2 separate regions of the Oryctolagus cuniculus genome follow, and region 2 is linked to region 1. The links are chromatin contacts, called in public Micro-C maps. All regions are on one chromosome and are shown on one strand. The core of a region is the stretch at or near the end of the contact, and the rest is flanking DNA. Distances in the headings are between cores, read along the strand shown. Region 1 holds the start of FAN1 (FANCD2 and FANCI associated nuclease 1). Region 2 holds the start of KLF13 (KLF transcription factor 13).

Region 1 (3,065 bases), core at 14-2,513:
CGGCTTAGTCTTCCAGCCCCATCCTGTGTTCTTAATGCAAGGCCGGGCGGGCCTTTCGGAGCTGGCGCTCAAAACCCCACTCTGATCTCACGCGAAAGCAATACTGAAGTCCGTAGTATGACTCCCAGGCCCCGTGTCGGTCCTGGAGAATGACTGCCAACCGCCCCTGCACGTTGTTGTACACGAAGTTCCAACGGAGCACTGCAGCACCCGGACTGCGGCCGCAGCAGTGCCCTGACACTGTCCCGCCTGGCTGACCCCTCCGCCGCGCCCTCTCCCACCTCGCCCCCGGCCTGCGCGCTGTCCGAGCCTGCCAGGCAGGCTTCTGCTCACGGCTGGCATAGGGCTGCTCCAACCTCGCGCCTTGTCAGCTAGGCCTTTCCTAGGCACCCTTTCAAATCCCCAACCCAAGGTGCTTCGTGACTTAATTCCTCTTTTTATTCACGACCTAACTTAATTGTTCGTATTTTCTCCACCTTTCCAAAGTCTCCTCCCCACAACAGGAGGCCCTCACCTCCTCATCTCCTCGTTCCGTTGTTCATTCTGTCTCCAGCATCCAGAATATTACCTGGAATGGGGCAGGGGCTCCATCCTTGCCACCCACACGGGGACCCAGATGATGTCCCTGGGTCCTGGCCGTTGGGGTCACAGAGCGGTGTGTGTTGGGGGGGAGGGGGGGGTGTGAATCAGCAGATGGAAGACCGCTCTCTGTTTCTCCCTCTCTCTCTGCAACTATGCCTCCCTGCACAGCACCAGCCCCGTGCTAGGGTAGGCGGGACCAGGCTGGTTGTTACATTCCCAGCTGTTAAGCAATTAAAATAAATTCAAGACCCATCATTCCCTAATGGCTACATTTTATTATTTCTGCACTGTTGGGGTTTTTACAGTGATACCGTCAGCCCGGTGCCGGTTCGCAGAGCCTGTGTGAGCACAGCCTGTGCTGGCCTCTTGTCTCCTCCCTGCAGGCTGCACCCCGAGACGCGGAGCTCCCCCACAAAAGTGCAGGTTGCTCCGGCTTCCCACGCATCGGAACGCCCGGCCGCAGAGAAGCCGAGCAGGGGCGTTCAGGGCGGCCCGCCTGCTGCAGGCGCGAAAGGCAGGAGGTGCCCGGGTCTGTCTACTGGGCTCAGCCGCGCGGCTGCTGGGGAGTCCTTGACCTGGAAAAGAGAGATCGATCACTCGAGCCTCCACTCGCCGAGCCTGTCAGGAATCGGGACGCGGGGATCTGCTGGGGATGCCTGGGGGCGCCGGCGCGCGAAGCCCGGAGGGAGGCTCGGCGCGGCCGGGCGGGAGGGCCGAGGGCTGAGGGCTGAGGGCCGGGGTGGGCGGCTCGCACGCGGCCGCGCGGCGCCGGGACCGCGTCCCAGGTGCTCGCCGGGCCCCTGGGCTGCGGGGCCGCAGCTGCGCTGGTGCCGGCAAGCGTGTTCGCAGATGCGGGCGACTCGGGCGCTGCTGGGTCGGTGCCGGCCGGCGAGGCCGGAGGCGCCCTGGAGCCCATCCCACTGGACGGCCCCCGACGCGGTGGTTTCCTAGAAGGGCCCCGAGCGGTGTCCTTTCCCAAAGTTGCCGCCGATCGTCCGCAGAGCGGGGGGCGTATGCCTCCAGCCCAGGTTTTCTGCACCCGAAGTCCCGCCCTCCGACGTGCGGGGCCCCGGTTCACCCAGAACAACGTTGCGATCCATATTTGCTGTATTTCGTAGGGGGAAGCAGTTGAACGAGGACCATGAGGTCAGAGGCTCACTTTTTTACTGTCTCAAATCAAGAAAGCGAAAGCAAACCGTCGAGGCTTTGACTGAAGCGTCCTGCGCGTTGTGCCTCGGAGCACCGGTTTTGTGACTCTCATCATGGCAGAAGGGAGATCGCCAGACAAAAAAAGGCCTCGCAGAAGCTTATCCGGCAGGAAAACTGAAAAAAAGGCGCCGAGTTCTATCATCTCGTTCTTTAACAACGCGCCGCCTGCTAAACTTGCCTGCCCCGTGTGTAGTCAGATGGTGCCAAGATATGACTTAAACCGACACCTTGATGAAATGTGTGCTGGCAGCGACGTCGTTGGACTCGATCCAGCGCAGACCGGCTTGATCAACTCTAAGGTATCCGCAGTGGGGTCGGCCAGTATTGCCCTAGCAGGTGTAACACCGAAGAAGCCATCACCAACCAAGACGCGTTTAACCCCTGGCAAAAACGATTCAGCAGAAATGAACAGAAAACAGCATACGAGTCCCTACTTTAAAGCGAGTGGTGACTTCATATGCAAAAGTCAAGATGAGCTGAGAAATCAGAACGTGCAAGTCATTTCTTTGGGAAGCCTGTCATCCAAGTTGTCCAGAAAATACATAAAAGCTAGGGTGTCGGGAGATAAGGGTGAGGAGTTGGCCAGCCGTAGTCCACGGGGCGCTGTCTCCCCGGCTGGGAGGAGTCTGGTTGGTAGCTGTTCAGAACCTGAGGACAAGGAGGAACTTTTGGAGAATAGTTCTCAAAAGGAAAACATTTTTACATGTAATTCTTTAGAGGAAGAAAGTCCTGAACACGCACTAGAAAGCAGCAGAATAATGGAAGCTGAGAGCCAGAGGGGCACCGGGGAGTGTGGGAAGTCAGTTCCCACCCGCGGAGTCTCAGCTAAAGCTCCCGCTCCGTCTTCGCCAGATGTAACAGCCGGGCAGGCACTGAATTGTCCTACAGAAGCCGGACTTGTGAAGCAGGAGAGGGTCAGCAGAATAGACCATGTAGGGGTTGAAACACGTGAGGCAGGCAACCGCGAAGAGCAAGAACTGACTGGCGTTTCAGAAACTAAAACACGGTCATCAGATTCGGAGCCAAGATCTCAGGGTTCAGCAGCGGATGCTCCTAGCTGGAGTGCTGTCCAGAAGCCTCCTCTGGAGGGTGACAGCGGCTCAGAGAATGAAGTCGCTCGCAGTGTTCCTGCGGAACAGGGGTCAAGCTGCAGTGTGGCCGGAGCAGTGACCGCGACCCCGCCGAGCCAGCCTTACTACCTCCAGAGTTTCCTTGTGGTGCTGCGAGCCGTGCTGGGGAGTGAAGATGATATGATGCTTTTTGATGAACAGGAG
Region 2 (2,814 bases), core at 108-2,607, 350 kb after region 1:
GCGTGCCACGCCGCACAGCCGAAACCATCTGGGAGGCCACACTCATGGAGAACCCTTGCATGGGGCGTGGCAATGGGGAGACCCCTGCCCCCGCGCGTCTGCTTTAATCTGGCCCTACCAGCCTGAACAATGCACTCTCTTGGGAGACCCGCTCTCGCGTGTGCCGGCTGCAGCGGGCAGGAGAGGATGAGGGGCCGTAACAGCACAGGGCAGCGACCCGGTGCGGCCGAGGGAATTTGAGGGTTCCGGTCACAGATCGCCAAGGCGCGCATTAGTCGGCGCAAGTTCACAGTTGACGGCATCATGCATCGCTGAATGGCTGCCTTCCTCCTCAGCTACCTGGAGAGCTTAGTCTTTCCTACTCGGGACTCTAATTAACTCGGAGGGAGCTCGGACTCGACCGTCGCTTTGGGGACAGGACGAGTGCGCCCCTGCCCACTGCCTCGCATGGCCCCGTCCCCCAGGGCTCCAGGAAGGACTCGCCAAAAAGTGCCACACGCGCAAGGAGCCCGGGCTGCTCCGGAGCGCACGGGGAGGCAGGCACAAGCGGCTCCGAGGCGGTGGGAACCGGGTTCTCTCCGGTGAAGGCGAGCGGGGGGCGCCGGCGAGCGTCAGGGGCGAGTCGGCCCGGCCCTGCCCAGCCCGGGAGGCCGCGGGCGGGGCGCTGCCCAGCGAGGCCCAGACAGTGGGCGGGTGCGGTGCGGCGCGGCGGGCGGGGTCCTCGCAGCTGGTGGCGTCTGAAGCCGCCCCGACCGCGGCGGGAAGGGGCAGCCCAGGGAAGTTGGCAGCGGGCCGGGGGCGGGGGCGGGGGCGGGGGCGGGGAGGAGAGGGCTCCGCGGTCCCCGCCGCCCCGGCACGCCGTCCACTCCCGCAGGCCCAGGGTCGCCCCGAAGCCGGGGCTCAGCTGGGAGAGGGCGTGGAGGGGCGAGCGGAGTTCGCGCCGCTGCCAGAGGCGAGCCGCCCCCTCGCCGGCGGGGCTGGACAGACAAAAGGGCGCCCTTCAGAGCGCTAGCCAGCCACGCGGGGCTCAAGCGAGGCTGTCGACGCACAAAAGCTCAGGCTGGGACGCGCCTGCCGGAGTCCCCGAGCCGGGGAGCGGCCCCGAGCGGGTGCACCCGGCCCGCCGCCCTGGGACGTCGTGCGTCAGCGCGCCCCGCGCCGGCTCGCCGCCGCCCCCGTTCCAACGAGGGGGCACGCCCACTGGGGGCGCGCAGGCCCCGCGGCGGGGGACGCCCCTCCGGCGGCCCGGATTGGCCGGGCCGAGTGCGCACGGGCCAATGGCACTCGCGCCTGCCCCCAGGCCACGCCCCTTCCCAGGGGCGGGCGCGCGACCGCTCCGTGCGGCCGGTGCGCGCTCCGGGATCCCCGCCCCCTCCGCGCGCTGCTCCCCGCGGCCGCCGCCGCCCGTAACCTGCGCCGCCAGGATGTGGCTGGGGGCTGACGTCGGGTCCAGATGTGGCCCCGGCCCCGCCCACCCTCGGGGCCGGGCCGCCCACACCGAGCCGCGGCGCGCACGGCGGCTGTCCCGCCTGCCACAATGCGCGGCGAGGCTGCGGCCGCGGCTTGACGCGGGCGTCCCTGACGTCGCCGCTCGGCATCCTTAGGACAGGCCGCCCCCGAGGCCGCGCGGAGCCCCCTGGCCCGCGCCCCCCCATGCGCTCACGCCTCGGTGGCCGGCCGGGCGGACGCGGAGCCGCGCGGGTGACGGCAGACAGAGGCGGCTGCGCGCCCAGCCTAGCCCAGCCCAGCCGAGGAGAGGGCGCGCCGCGCCCCCGCCCCCCGCCCGCTCTCCGGAGGCCGTGGGTGCGGATGCGCGGCTGACGACTCGCAGCGACCAGCACTGGAGCCCGCAGCATGGCAGCCGCCGCTTATGTGGACCACTTCGCCGCCGAGTGCCTCGTGTCCATGTCCAGCCGCGCGGTCGTGCACGGGCCGCGGGAGGCGCCGGAGCCCCGGCCCGAGGGTGCGGCCGCCGCCGCCGCCGCCGCCGCCCCCGCGATGCCCCGCGCCGACGAGCGCCGCGACGGCAAGGACAGCGCCTCGCTGTTCGTGGTGGCGCGGATCCTAGCGGACCTCAACCAGCAGGCGCCGGCACCCGCCGCGGCGGAGCGCAGAGAGGGGGCCGCGGCCCGAAAGGCGAGGACCCCGTGCCGCCTGCCGCCCGCCTCCCCCGGCGGCGAGGGCGCCGCGGCCGCGCCCCCCAGCCCCGCGTGGAGCGAGCCCGAGCGGGAGCCGGCGCCCGCGGGGAGCGGCGAGCCCGGCCTCAGACAAAGGGGCCGGCGGGGCCGGAGCCGCGCCGACCTCGAGTCCCCGCAGAGGAAGCACAAGTGCCACTACGCGGGCTGCGAGAAAGTTTACGGGAAATCCTCGCACCTCAAGGCGCACCTGAGAACTCACACAGGTCAGTGGGCGGCCCGGGCCCCCCGAGCGCGCGGGCTGGGGGCCACGCCCCCCGGGGCGGCCAGGGCCGCGCCCCGAGCTCGCGCGGCGCGAGGCGGCCCCGGGCCCTCGGAGCCGGCGCCCGCCCGGCGACCGCGCCCCCGCCGGGCACGCCCCCTCCCCGGGCGCGCTGGGGCGGGGCCGCGGGGGTGGATGTCGTCATCCGGGCCGGAGCGGGGACCCCGCCCAGGCCGGGGGGCGGCGCGGGCAGGTGCGCGCGCGCCGCTCGCGGCGGGGGCGGCCCGGGCGCGGGGCTGGGGGCTCCCAGCGGGTGTCCGGCCGGCCGGGCGCGCTCTCGGGGTGTGGGGGGGGGGAGGTGCGCGGCGGGCGAAGTTCACTCCGGGACAGGGCTCTCTTCGGCCACTCGGCACATTC

Evidence for each region. Hi-C and Micro-C count contacts between places; a contact is called where the count stands out from the background.
Region 2: a Micro-C map of ear pinna shows a contact between it and region 1, with 6 times the contacts expected there. The contact joins the promoter of KLF13 here to the promoter of FAN1 in region 1. A contact is called at or near these places in 2 of 6 Hi-C or Micro-C datasets (ear pinna and an unstated tissue).

The regions. Positions count from the first base shown.
Region 1 is chr12:11,977,569-11,980,633 of mOryCun1.1, forward strand. FAN1 (FANCD2 and FANCI associated nuclease 1) reads left to right here and starts at 1,264. Exons shown (of 13, transcript XM_008269777.3): 1 at 1,264-3,065. The coding sequence starts at 1,845.
Region 2 is chr12:12,330,534-12,333,347 of mOryCun1.1, forward strand. It overlaps KLF13 (KLF transcription factor 13), which reads left to right and starts at 1,358. Exons shown (of 2, transcript XM_051822252.2): 1 at 1,358-2,401. The coding sequence starts at 1,855.